Linked DNA regions of Mus musculus: region 1 is linked to region 2. A link is a contact called in public Hi-C data. All regions are on one chromosome and are shown on one strand. Each heading gives the region's core, a stretch centred on a gene start, on an enhancer-like site or on the middle of the called end of the contact. The rest is flanking DNA. Distances are from core to core; before and after follow the strand shown.

What was found. A called contact is a pair of places that touch in the nucleus more often than the background predicts.
Region 1: a Hi-C map of cerebellum shows a contact between it and region 2, with 2.8 times the contacts expected there. The contact joins the promoter of Kcnk9 here to the enhancer-like site in region 2. A contact is called at or near these places in 2 of 484 Hi-C or Micro-C datasets (cerebellum and cerebral cortex) and 1 of 9 other capture datasets (pancreatic islet).

What each region holds. Positions count from the first base shown.
Region 1 is chr15:72,544,205-72,549,442 of GRCm38.p6, forward strand. It overlaps Kcnk9 (potassium channel, subfamily K, member 9), which reads right to left and starts at 3,495. Exons shown (of 2, transcript NM_001033876.2): 1 at 1,793-3,495. The coding sequence starts at 2,075.
Region 2 is chr15:72,359,521-72,365,076 of GRCm38.p6, forward strand. No RefSeq gene overlaps it. Among named protein-coding and RNA genes, the nearest start is that of Gm23217, 110 kb to the left of the region's middle. Within about 2 kb of position 1,356, at least 20 of the 459 cell types and tissues checked have an H3K27ac peak or open chromatin away from gene starts, as enhancers often do. A contact at or near this core is called in cerebellum and cerebral cortex, where this site is marked.

The DNA.
Region 1 (5,238 bases), core at 2,245-4,744, 190 kb after region 2:
TGCCAGTCATATCAATGGTTAGTGCAAGCTACCTCAAGCTCAATTACTGTTTTGTTCTATTTGGTTTTTTAAGAAATGTGGCAACATGACAACGCTTGTTTTTAACAAACCCAGCCCTCTCACAGTGTCGCCCACCTCTATGGAGTAGTCAACAGTTTTCTATGCTGATTTTGCCACAGGGAACTAGCCTGAAAACCAAAGTCTCTGTTCCAGACCTAGATCACAAAAGGCACGTTAAGGGCACCATGAGATTTCTCACCCCTCTCTCTCTGTCACAGGCAATATTCTCGCCTTCCAGAAAATATACCTGTCCCCAGAACACATCCATATATCACCACCACAGTTCAAAGACAGAAATGATGCAGTGACCAGTGGCCTCTCTTCCAACCTGGAAATGCCACAGGGTGGGGGTGGGGGCTTTGGGGCCAGCAGGGCCAGCATGTCCTTTATGTTATATGAGTAACATAAAGGGGATGCCTTTTCCCCCAGACATGAAAACTTACACTGATTTAGTGCATATTTAAATAAAGCAACCCTCAAAAAGTCTTTCAAACAAGAAGGAAAGACAGGTTGTCCCAGGCTGGTGCTTCCTGTTGCATATGGCTGGCACCCTCAAATCCTCTGTACCCACCCCCTACCCCAACAGCACAGAGCTTTTCAGATTTAAAAAAAATTGTTTTAATTAAAAATGCATGGGAAAATTCGAGGGGAGATCCAGAAAAGGAAATAAGTGAAGAGGGTTTTTTATCAGGACACAGGGGCACACATTTGAGTCCACATTCTGATTCTCACAGATCCAAAGAGATGGACCAAGGTATTGTGCCAAGACAGGGCAAATGACCAGCCAGAGACACCATTCTGCCTCCTGCCAGAAGGGTATTTACCACACCCCCTGGGATAAAGTCTGGCCTTCCCATTCCCACAGGTTTCCATGTGCAAATCCAGGGGTGTCTCCCAACCACCAGCTTCAGTGGGAATGCAGTCATAGGGATCCATCCACCAGAGATTGATCTCTGAACCGTAACCTGTGTGAATCAGGGAAGCTACATACAGGCAGTCTCATCTTGTACTAGATGGACTCTTTCCCAGAAAGGGTTAAACTCCCCCAGTTTTCAAACAACACCCAGACTCCTCTGGTCCGCAGTCCCAGTCCACAAGGGCAAACAAGCACTGCCACATCCAACCCACCAGGACCGCATTGCAGGTCACCTGCTGCCACCCCCACCCCAACCATAGAAGAGAAAACTCTTCTCTCAGGACCTAACACTCTCAGCAACCCAAAAGAAGGATATTGGGTGCTGAAATCTCAAAAGGTCCCCAGGTGAGGAAGGACCAGTACCACCCCCTCCTACATACAGCTCTATAAACAACCTCCTGTCACCTTAATGTCCCACCAGCTTTGTCCCAAATTCCCCAAGAGATAGTAAGTTTAAGGCTTGGAACCCACTCAGGGAAGCGCAGCCAACACTGGGGCGTTAGGTGGGTGGGTGTTCGGCTGTGGGATTATTCTTAGCGCTCCACTCTTCGCAAAAGTGGCGCCTCCACCCTCAAGACAACAGCACTGACTCTGAGAGTTCCCAAGCCTGGCCCAAACACCAGAGCAGTCTGGGGCACCAGATAGGGTCCCCTGGAAGAGTGAGGTCATGCCCCTGAGGGATGAGACACTGAAACAGGGTCTGTCTTAAACCTGGGAAGCCCCCACCCCCACCTCAGCATTGCTTCGTGTGCGCTACATCTCCTAGACCCCTCCCGTGTCTCCCTCGAGCCCGGTGGCGGCACACCCATTCCTTACCGATAGTTGTGATGACAGTGATGGCGAAGTAGAAGGAACCGGCGAATTTCCACTGGACACCAGCGCGGTGGGGCTCAGACTGCAGGATTACCAGCTCCAGCTGCTGGTAGTCATCGGAGCTGATGTTGTACTTGCCTCTGAGACGGACTTCTTCGGCTTTAAGTTTCTCCTCCTCGCGCATCTCATGGTCCGACTCGAGGGCGTCGAACACCGCGGCACCGACCAGCAGGTAGGTGAAGGTACAGGCGATCAAGGACAGGGTACGCACGTTCTGCCGCTTCATGGCCGCGAAGAAGGAGATGCTAAAGGGAAGTTGGACCAGACCACGAGAATCCCAATGCAGCGCGGCGCTGACCAAGCCTCCTCTACGATGGAGTCGAAGTTGCAAGCGGTGGTAGCAGCAGATGCCACAGCTGATGTTGGAAATTTCGGTCTCCTCTTGGGCATCATCACTTTCACGAACTTCACCACCACCTGAAGGCTGAGGGGTCTCCCCGGGTGCCGCGGGCTCCTGGGACTCAACGACCTCACCGGGCTCCCCGGACTCTGCGGATTCTGCGGGACCAGCGGACGCCCCGGGCTCGGCAGGCTCGGCTTCCTCTGCGGGCGCAGCGGGTTCCGCGGGCGCAGCGGGTTCCGCGGGCGCAGCGGGTTCCGCCGGCTCAGCGGGTTCCGCGGGCTCAGCGGGTTCCGCGGGCTCAGCGGGTTCCGCGGGCGCAGCGGGTTCCGCGGGCGCAGCGGGTTCCGTGGGCGCAGCGGGTTCCGCCGGCGCAGCGGGTTCCGCGGGCACAGCGGGCTCTTCGGGAGCACCCAGTGCAACGGATTCCGCGTACACAGGGGGGTCCGCGGGCGTGGTGATCACCACCGGGGCGCGCGAAATGGTGGACATGTTGATGACATTGCTTTGGCGCGGAGGCCAGCGATCCTGAACCCGGGACACCCTATGCCAGGCCTGGGTCAAGCGGTTTGCCCCAGTGCGGATGGTTGTGCGGATGGATGGCCCAAGCTCGTTCCGCGCGGGCTGTCTGGTCCTGGGCACCTCGCCCCTCGAGCCTGCGGGCTCGGTTGGGGCAGGATCGGTAGCCGGGACAGAGGGAGACCCGGGGAGGGGTTCCCCATCCCTGATGCGTTCCCCGGCTAGCGGGGCCCAGCTAATCGCCTCCAGTGTGGCGGTTGCCCCGCGGGGACCTGCTTCTCCCTCTAGCTTTCTTCACCCCCTTTGGGTTGGGGGAAATAGAAAGTTTGCTAAGTGAAGGAGTCTCTAGAATCCCTGCAAGCAGGGATAAAGTCTATCTAGCAGGGGCAACGGGCGAGGAAACCCGATGCCCCAAGATCCGAAAGCCCCGTGCCCACCTGGGCGCGCGGGGCACGCGGGGTGCCCGCCGCGCGACAGCCGATCTGCGAAGTTTGTTCTGCTCAGCCTCTGAAGCTCAGGAACACGACGAAGCCCAAGACAGGAGCCGCGACGGAGCTACCTCGGGGACGAAGAGGGAACTGCGCGGCAGCGGCCGGCCAGCCAGCTCCTCGCCGGGTGGCGGGCGAGGTGGCGGCGGCGGCGGGAGGGGTCCCGCAGCCCTGGAGGAACTGAAGGGTAGGGATGGGGACAGGCAAAGGCGCATCAGCTGCCCGAGGATCCTAAGACTCTGGCGTCCAGGAGTCCAGAGAGGCAGCCGCCGCTCTGGTCTGCCTGAGGCGCTGTGCGTGCGCGCCGGAGGGAGCCCGAGTGTATGTATTCGCGGGTGTGCGTGCGCGCGTGTTTGCGTTTGACGGCCCCGCTCCGGCGGGAGGGAGGGGGGCAGGCTACTCCGAGGACCGGCTTCCCTCCCTCCTCTCTTTTCTCCCTCCCTCCCTCCCTCCTGCAGCCTCTGGGTCGCGCCACCTCCCGCCTGGTCCCCAGCCAGCTGGTGAGGCGGCAGTGGCAGCTCCTGCAGCAGACCTGGTACTGCGCAGGGTGCACATGAAGGAGCCCAGGAGTGATGGCCAGAGAGAGAGAAAAGGAAAGGGGTTGAACTAGGTGCTGCTAGGGTTCGGGGATGGGAGGCCAGCTGCTAGAGGGTTTGAGATGGGGATGAAGTGGCTTCCTTCTGAAAAAGTACTGCTCCCCTAAGAGCGCACCCAACCTTGGCAAAGTGAAGAGAGAGTTTGAGGGCCCTGCAGCTGGGGATGAAAAACGAATTTGACCAGTGGAGACAGATTAACCTTTTATGGGGGAAAACAACAACAACAACAAAAACCGGGAGAGTTGGAAATAGAAAAGGAAGGGGCTATGAGCCCTGGAGAGTGCAACAGCAGTGGCCACACGCTCCCCCTTGTAACACACACACACACACACACACACACACACACACACACACGTCCAGCTGCAGCAGCCACCTGGCTCAGCAGCGCCCTACTGGATACTGCCTTCTAGATTGTTGGGGTTTTGACAGCCACCTTAGTTCGGATAGTGGCTGTGTCCCGGGTGGTCTTGCACCTGCTACCCCCCTTCCCCGCTACTTTTCCCTAGAGATCTCGCAGACCACCACTTTTAAGAGTTACACCTCAAGAAAGGATGGACAGGAATTCTCATTTCCCCTCTCCAGCAGTAGCCTCCCCGCCCCCACCCCCCATCCCCACTTCCCCCAGTGCGCGCGCTTCTTCACTGTTCATTTCTTGATTCCTCTGCTGAGGAGCAGAGTGCAGGAACTTCCCCCCCCCCCGCGCGCGCTCCCCCGGCGAGGCACCCTCCAGGTTAAGGCTTGGAAATAGAACAGGAGGATCTGGCCAGGGAGCTACTAGCCTTTGAGTTTAAGGAAGAAGCCAGGATTCCTGTTTAGGTCTTCTGGGTTCCCCACCCACCCATCCTCTTTAGGTTGCCCAGAGGTTTTCTTGCTCACAAAGCTCCCCTAGAGCAGTGCTGCTGCGGACTGGGACAGACAGAATCACGCTTTTGAGACCCCGGGCTTTGGTTTCCTCGACCAGGCTATCTTCTCTGTCCCTAGCCATGGACGCTGATGAAGAGATCTGGTGACCACCAAGCAACAGCTAAAAGGCGGGAGCTAGAAGCTGTCCATGGAGATAGGAGCAGCCTGTGAATCGTCCCCAGCTGTTGAAAGAGTTCGGAGACTTAGAAACCCTGTGTTCTTCAGCTTCCTAGACCATGCCCCAGCCTCTGTCTACCCAGACGCATAGCCCGATGGACTAGGGGCTTCATGTATGCTCCCAGGTAAAATTTAAAGGATCATGAGTGCACCACAGGGCAGGGGCATCGGGCGCTGTGAGCTATTCCTGAACAGTCAAGTCTCCGTGTGGTCTTCCTGGTACCCGGATGGGGAGCTCCACCTGATCAGGTGCGCTCCCCAAAATTCATTTTGGAAGCCAAGGCCCCCGTGCTTTGCAAGGGAGCCTGGCTGCGGAGTGAGTCACCACAAGCGAGCAACAAAGATTCCCAGCAGCTGGTAATTAAT
Region 2 (5,556 bases), core at 106-2,605:
ACAAAGATCTCAGCAGCTGCTCAGTTCCACTTTGTTTGATTAAAAGCTGCTGTGTCCTCTGGGCAAACCCCCTGAGCACACCTTTTTACTCAAATTCAGCACACGAAATGTTTTTTTCTGCTTTGAGAAATATGCTTAAGGGCATCTTCTTAAGCCCCTACCCCAGGTGTTTCCCAATCACCGCTCTCTACCCACCTGCCCAATTAGCTTCAGGCCAGTCAGTTTCTGTCATGAGCTGAAATTGCCAGCTAGTCTACTAGCTTGCCTGAGATCGAAGCTCCTCGAGAAAGGAAATGCCAAAAGGGTAGAATTCACATATGTGTCCCGAGCTGGCTTCCCAGCATCCAGAAGAACACCTGGCATCTGGCACCATCCAAGAGCATCCGCTAAATCAGTGAATAAAGGAAATAAAAGAGAAAGAACGCTCTCTAAAGCTGTGGGTGTTTTTAATGTGTGCACATGTGTGTGCAGATGCACCTAAATGTGTGTGTGTGTGTGTGTGTGTGTGTGTGTGTGTGTGTGTGTGTGTGAATGCTCGCGTGCATGCATGCGAAGGCCACAGGTCAACCTTAGGTATCATGCCTCAGGTATGATCTACTGTGTATTATGAGACATGTGCTTGCATTGGCCAAGCAGGCTATGATTTCTTTTTGAGATGCAGTCTCTCATTGGCCAAGCAGGCTAGGCTGGCTGGCCAGAGAGCCCTTCTGTTGCTAAGGAGATCACCTCCTGTCAAAGAAGCTATTTCTGGTTTTCAATACCCCAGTGCCTGAAAATAGAGCTTCCTACAGAAAATGAATGTTATGTTAGAAGGTTTGCCTGTTTCTGGTTTTCCCTGGAGGATGGGAGAGTGGCTTCTTCAGGTTGATTAGAGCCCAGTGGGGTTCCTGTGGTATCTCTCTTCTCCCCACACAGTTATAACACCTCACATGGCAACCATTCTCTATGACCTCCTTCTTGAACTCAAGTTACCTTGACCAACACTTGCCTAGTCCAGTTAGTAAAGCAGTTCTTAAAAACTGGGACCGGTACGACTTGAAATGAGTCTAATCTAGCACCCCTACCAATCCATAATTATGTGCCCCTAGGTCACCTCCTTCTCCAGCCAGGGAAATGTTAGGGGCAACCTGGAGCTGGACCCAAGCTGCCAAAGCATGAAGCAGTAGAGTGAGAGCTGCCATCTGTGTCTTGCTGTGAGAGCCCCTGAGAGACATCTGGAGCCAGCACCTGTCTCCAAGCAGGACAGCTGGCCTGGTGCCCACTTAATCCATGGGATGGAGAACTCTCTTCTCTCCCAAGTACACAGGCAGGCAGGCAGGCAGGGGCACGTGAAACACGGTGGCAGCTTGAGCTTACTCTGGTTGGCATGTTGGAGCAGTGGGAGGTGCCATGTGGCACCAAGATTGTCTATCTCATGCCCTGGCTGGCATCCCTCAACCCCAAGGTTTAAGTCAGTCTGAATCATTGTCAGGATATATGGGGATCTCTGCCAAGGAGAAGGAAAGATGGTGAGCTCTGAGCCATGTTGGAGCCCAGAGAAACCAGGATCCACTGGGATAATGAAGAAGCCACTGGAGAGTGTTGACTCAACTCAGGAAAAGATCAGGGTGTGTAACCTTTGACTAAGGGACAAGTAAGGCTTTCTTAACAAATGCCAGGCAGAAAAGACAGCGAAGGGTAGATGAGCAGGCTTCTCAGGGCATAGCAGAGCATGGCTCCTCTAAAGATTCATGGAAGGTATACAATTTAAAATAGTTCTAGAGGCAAATAATTTTCTGCTCTCAGATACAAACAAATACACTACGCAAGGTAAGAAATGAACACATAGTCAAGAGTCTCAAAGATCTATCTTTAATTAAATTACCCTGTAAGGAATTTCCTTTTTAAGAAATATTTTTATTAATCTTTGGAGAATTTTATATTTTGATCATATTCACCTCTCAACTCCTCCCATGATCTTTTTTCTACTTCCATTCAATGTTGAGTCTTTTTCCCCCTTTGGAGTTCAATGTGTGCTACCTGTGTACAACTTGGGTATAGGGACAGTCACTGAAGTGTGGTCCTTACAGAAAGCAGATGCTCCCTCTCCCAGCAGCTATGAGTTACCAACATTTTCTTAACCAGGAGTGGGGTTTTTGTACCTACATCTCCATCTCATTGCTAGTATTCTGTCTACAGCTCTTGTGCATGTTGTTATAGTCCTGTGACATAACCTGTGCAACTGCCAATCACGTGTGGCTAAACAGATCCTAAGTCCTAAAAGAGAACATATTACTAATATTCAATAAATGGGCATAGTCTTGAACTGACTCCTAAGTGAGTTGTCACTGTATCTGTAGATTGGCTCGTCCCTTACCCCCTCAGCCCTCATCAGAGAAACTTCCTTTTGTAGTAGATGGTGATTAACAGGGACCCACAACTAGTCAAGAAGTAGAAAATAAGAAACTGCAGAATGCTTAGCTCTAAATAAGATTACCTTGGAAGAGAGGGCAGAAAAATAGCAAGAGCCAGAGGTGATAGATGTCTATAAAATAAAACAACACAAAACAATGCTCCTGTTAAGCATTTCTTAAGGTCACTTTCTGGTATGCACACACATACCCTATTTAATCCATTAAAGCATTCTTCTCTCAAAGGAGCAGCCATGGCTATGAAATGCCCTGACAAAGCTTAGAATAAATCAATGTAGCTCAGTTGAAAACAAAGTTATGGAACCTCAAAATACCACCTCCCCACAGATTAAAACCTGCCAAAACCTTATTGATGAACACAAAGCAGGTTTGAATAAACAGAGAAGGATAATGAGTTCCAGGCAGGCACATTCTGTGCTGGAGAATTAACTGTCAGTTTTCATCAAATTAAGTTAAGCTTCTACAACTCCAACCTATGTACCAATGTAAAGCTTCAAGAAGCATTTCTAAAAGTTTTTCTGAAAAAAAATGTTGAACACAGAGAAATAGCCAAAATAAGTTTTCAATAAACACACCAGGTATAATTTGTCCCTTGAAGCAACAAATGTAGTAGGCCTAAATAATTTAAATAATTTAAATACTATTCTGAAATTGTGTAGGAAGGCTGAACAAAACAGAAAACCTACAAACAGGTTGAAGCACAGAAAGTTTAATCATGTCAGATGTCGTATTTAAAATTAGCATGTTAGAAAAAGAATAGTGAATCAGGCGTCTTTGAAAAATTGGTAGGCTTTAGGTAAGTGTTAACTTGGATTCTCATCTAACACTATCTATGACCCATTGTAGAAACACTGTAAGTATTATGGTGAGGTACTTACAGAAATACCACAACAGAAAAGGTCTTATGTTTAAAAGAAAGTAGCAGGCTTTTAAAGGGAGATATATTTCAAACATTTAAAAGCATGTTTTCTTACTAGTGAAAGCTTTTTTTTTTTAAAGAAAGATTTATTTGTTTTATGTATATGAGTACTCTATCTGCCTATACATCTGCATGCCAGAAGAGGGCATCAGATCATATTATAGATGGTTGTGAGCCACCATGTGGTTGCTGGAAATTGAACGCATGGCCTCTGAAAGAGCAGTCAATGCTCTTACCTGATGAGTCATCTCTCCGACCCTACTAATGGAAGCTTTAATGGTGGACGCATCAGCAACAATGAAAAATTGCTGGCAAAAGGAAAAGTACAGAAGCAGCAGTTCCTTCAGGACATGTGGGAACTGTCCTATAGCGACAGTCACTGAAGGCATCAACAAGAAGACCCATAAAATGGGGTGAGGGTTGTCTTTCGTTTCCCGTTGCTGTTATGTATTAAACTTGACAGTAAGTTCTACTTCTCACGGTTTTTCAAGAGAATGTTAGGGGAGTACTTTGAAACATTGCAACTGGGAAGCAAACCTGGGGGGAAGAGCTGCAAATCCTAAAAGCACAAGAGACAGAGGAAGCCAAAGTAAATCAATGGACTAAATCCATCAGCCTAAGGAGATAATCAACGCAACAAAAAGGCAATTTATAGAGGATGTGATGGGTCCTTCTGACCAGGGTCCCCATTCAGAACACTCCCTGAGAAACCTACACAAATTACCTGGTTTTTAAAAAGTACCTGTTTCTCAGAAGACATACAGTTGGCCAGCGGGTTCATGAGGAAAGTCTCACCATAACCCATCACTGTGGAAATGCAATAGGATACCACCTCACTCCAGTGAGAATGACTAGTAGCAAATAGAGGGCTGTGGAATAGATGTAACCTGAAAGCCAAAGAAGGGGGACTATGGGGGGGGGGAGCAGCAGGGAACCAGGGATCTACCTGGAACGGAAAAGCAGCCGGGAAAGAGACTGATAAGAGCAATGTATAGTGGCAGGAAGATACACTAATGGGAGAATGTTAGTTAGTACAGGTGTTATATAGAACAGGGCAGAACCTCCTTAGAAGAGTAAAAGAATTGCTATATAGTCTAGGAGTCCCATTATCTGACATCTATCCAAAGGAAATGGAAACAATGCGAAGGGGACATCTGCCTGCACTCCCAGGCTCCTTGTACCACTAGCCACCATGACCCCAGAAATGGAATTAGGGTAAGCATGCACTAGCTGATGACCAGATATAAACAAGAGATAACTATTCAACCAGAAAAAGAACCTGATACCGCCATACCATTTTAACCATATGGAAGGAACTGGGGATTGTGAGGTTAACTGAAATGAACCACACAGAGAACAAAAAGAAGCAGACAACCCAGGGGTCCATCCCATAATCAGCCACCAAATGCAGACACCATTGCATACACCAGCAAGATTTTGCTGAAAGGACCCTGATATAGCTGTCTCTTGTGAGGTCATGCCAGTGCCTGGCAAATACAGAAGTGGATGCTCACAGTCATCTATAGGATGGAACACAGGGCCCCCAATTGAGGAGCTAGAGAAAGCACCCAAGGAGCTGAAGGGGTCTGCAACCCTATAGGTGGAACAACATTATGAACTAACCAGTACCCCCAGAGCTCATGTCTCTAGCTGCATATGTATCAGAAGATGGCCTAGTCAGCCATCATTGGGAAGAGAGGCCCCTTGGTCTTGCAAACTTCATATGCCCCAGTATAGGAGAACGCCAGGGCCAAGAAGTGGGAGTAGGTGGGTAGGGGAGCAGGGCGGGGGGGAGAGTATAGGGGACTTTTGGGATAGCATTTGAAATGTAAATGAAGAAAATATCTAATAATTTTTTAAAGAAGCAGGCATTCTCAATCATACACTGACTATTAAAAGGCAGATATCATAGGAGTCGAGAGTAGAATGGTAGCCAACTGAGGCCAGGGAAAGCAACAGGTAGAGCATTTGGTGAACAGGTACTGAGTTGTAGACAGAGGAGGCAGTGTCTGACAAGCTATGGAACAGCATGGTATCACGTGTGTTTATGCATTTATTTTTGAAAATATAGATGGAAAGATTTTGATGTTTTCATACAGAAATAACTGATGTTCGAGGATATCTACATCTTTAATATTTAAAAGCACAAAATGAATACCTGTATCAAGCACAGTACCCCATAAATATGATCCCAATGTGATTATAATTATAGTTTATTCTGTATGC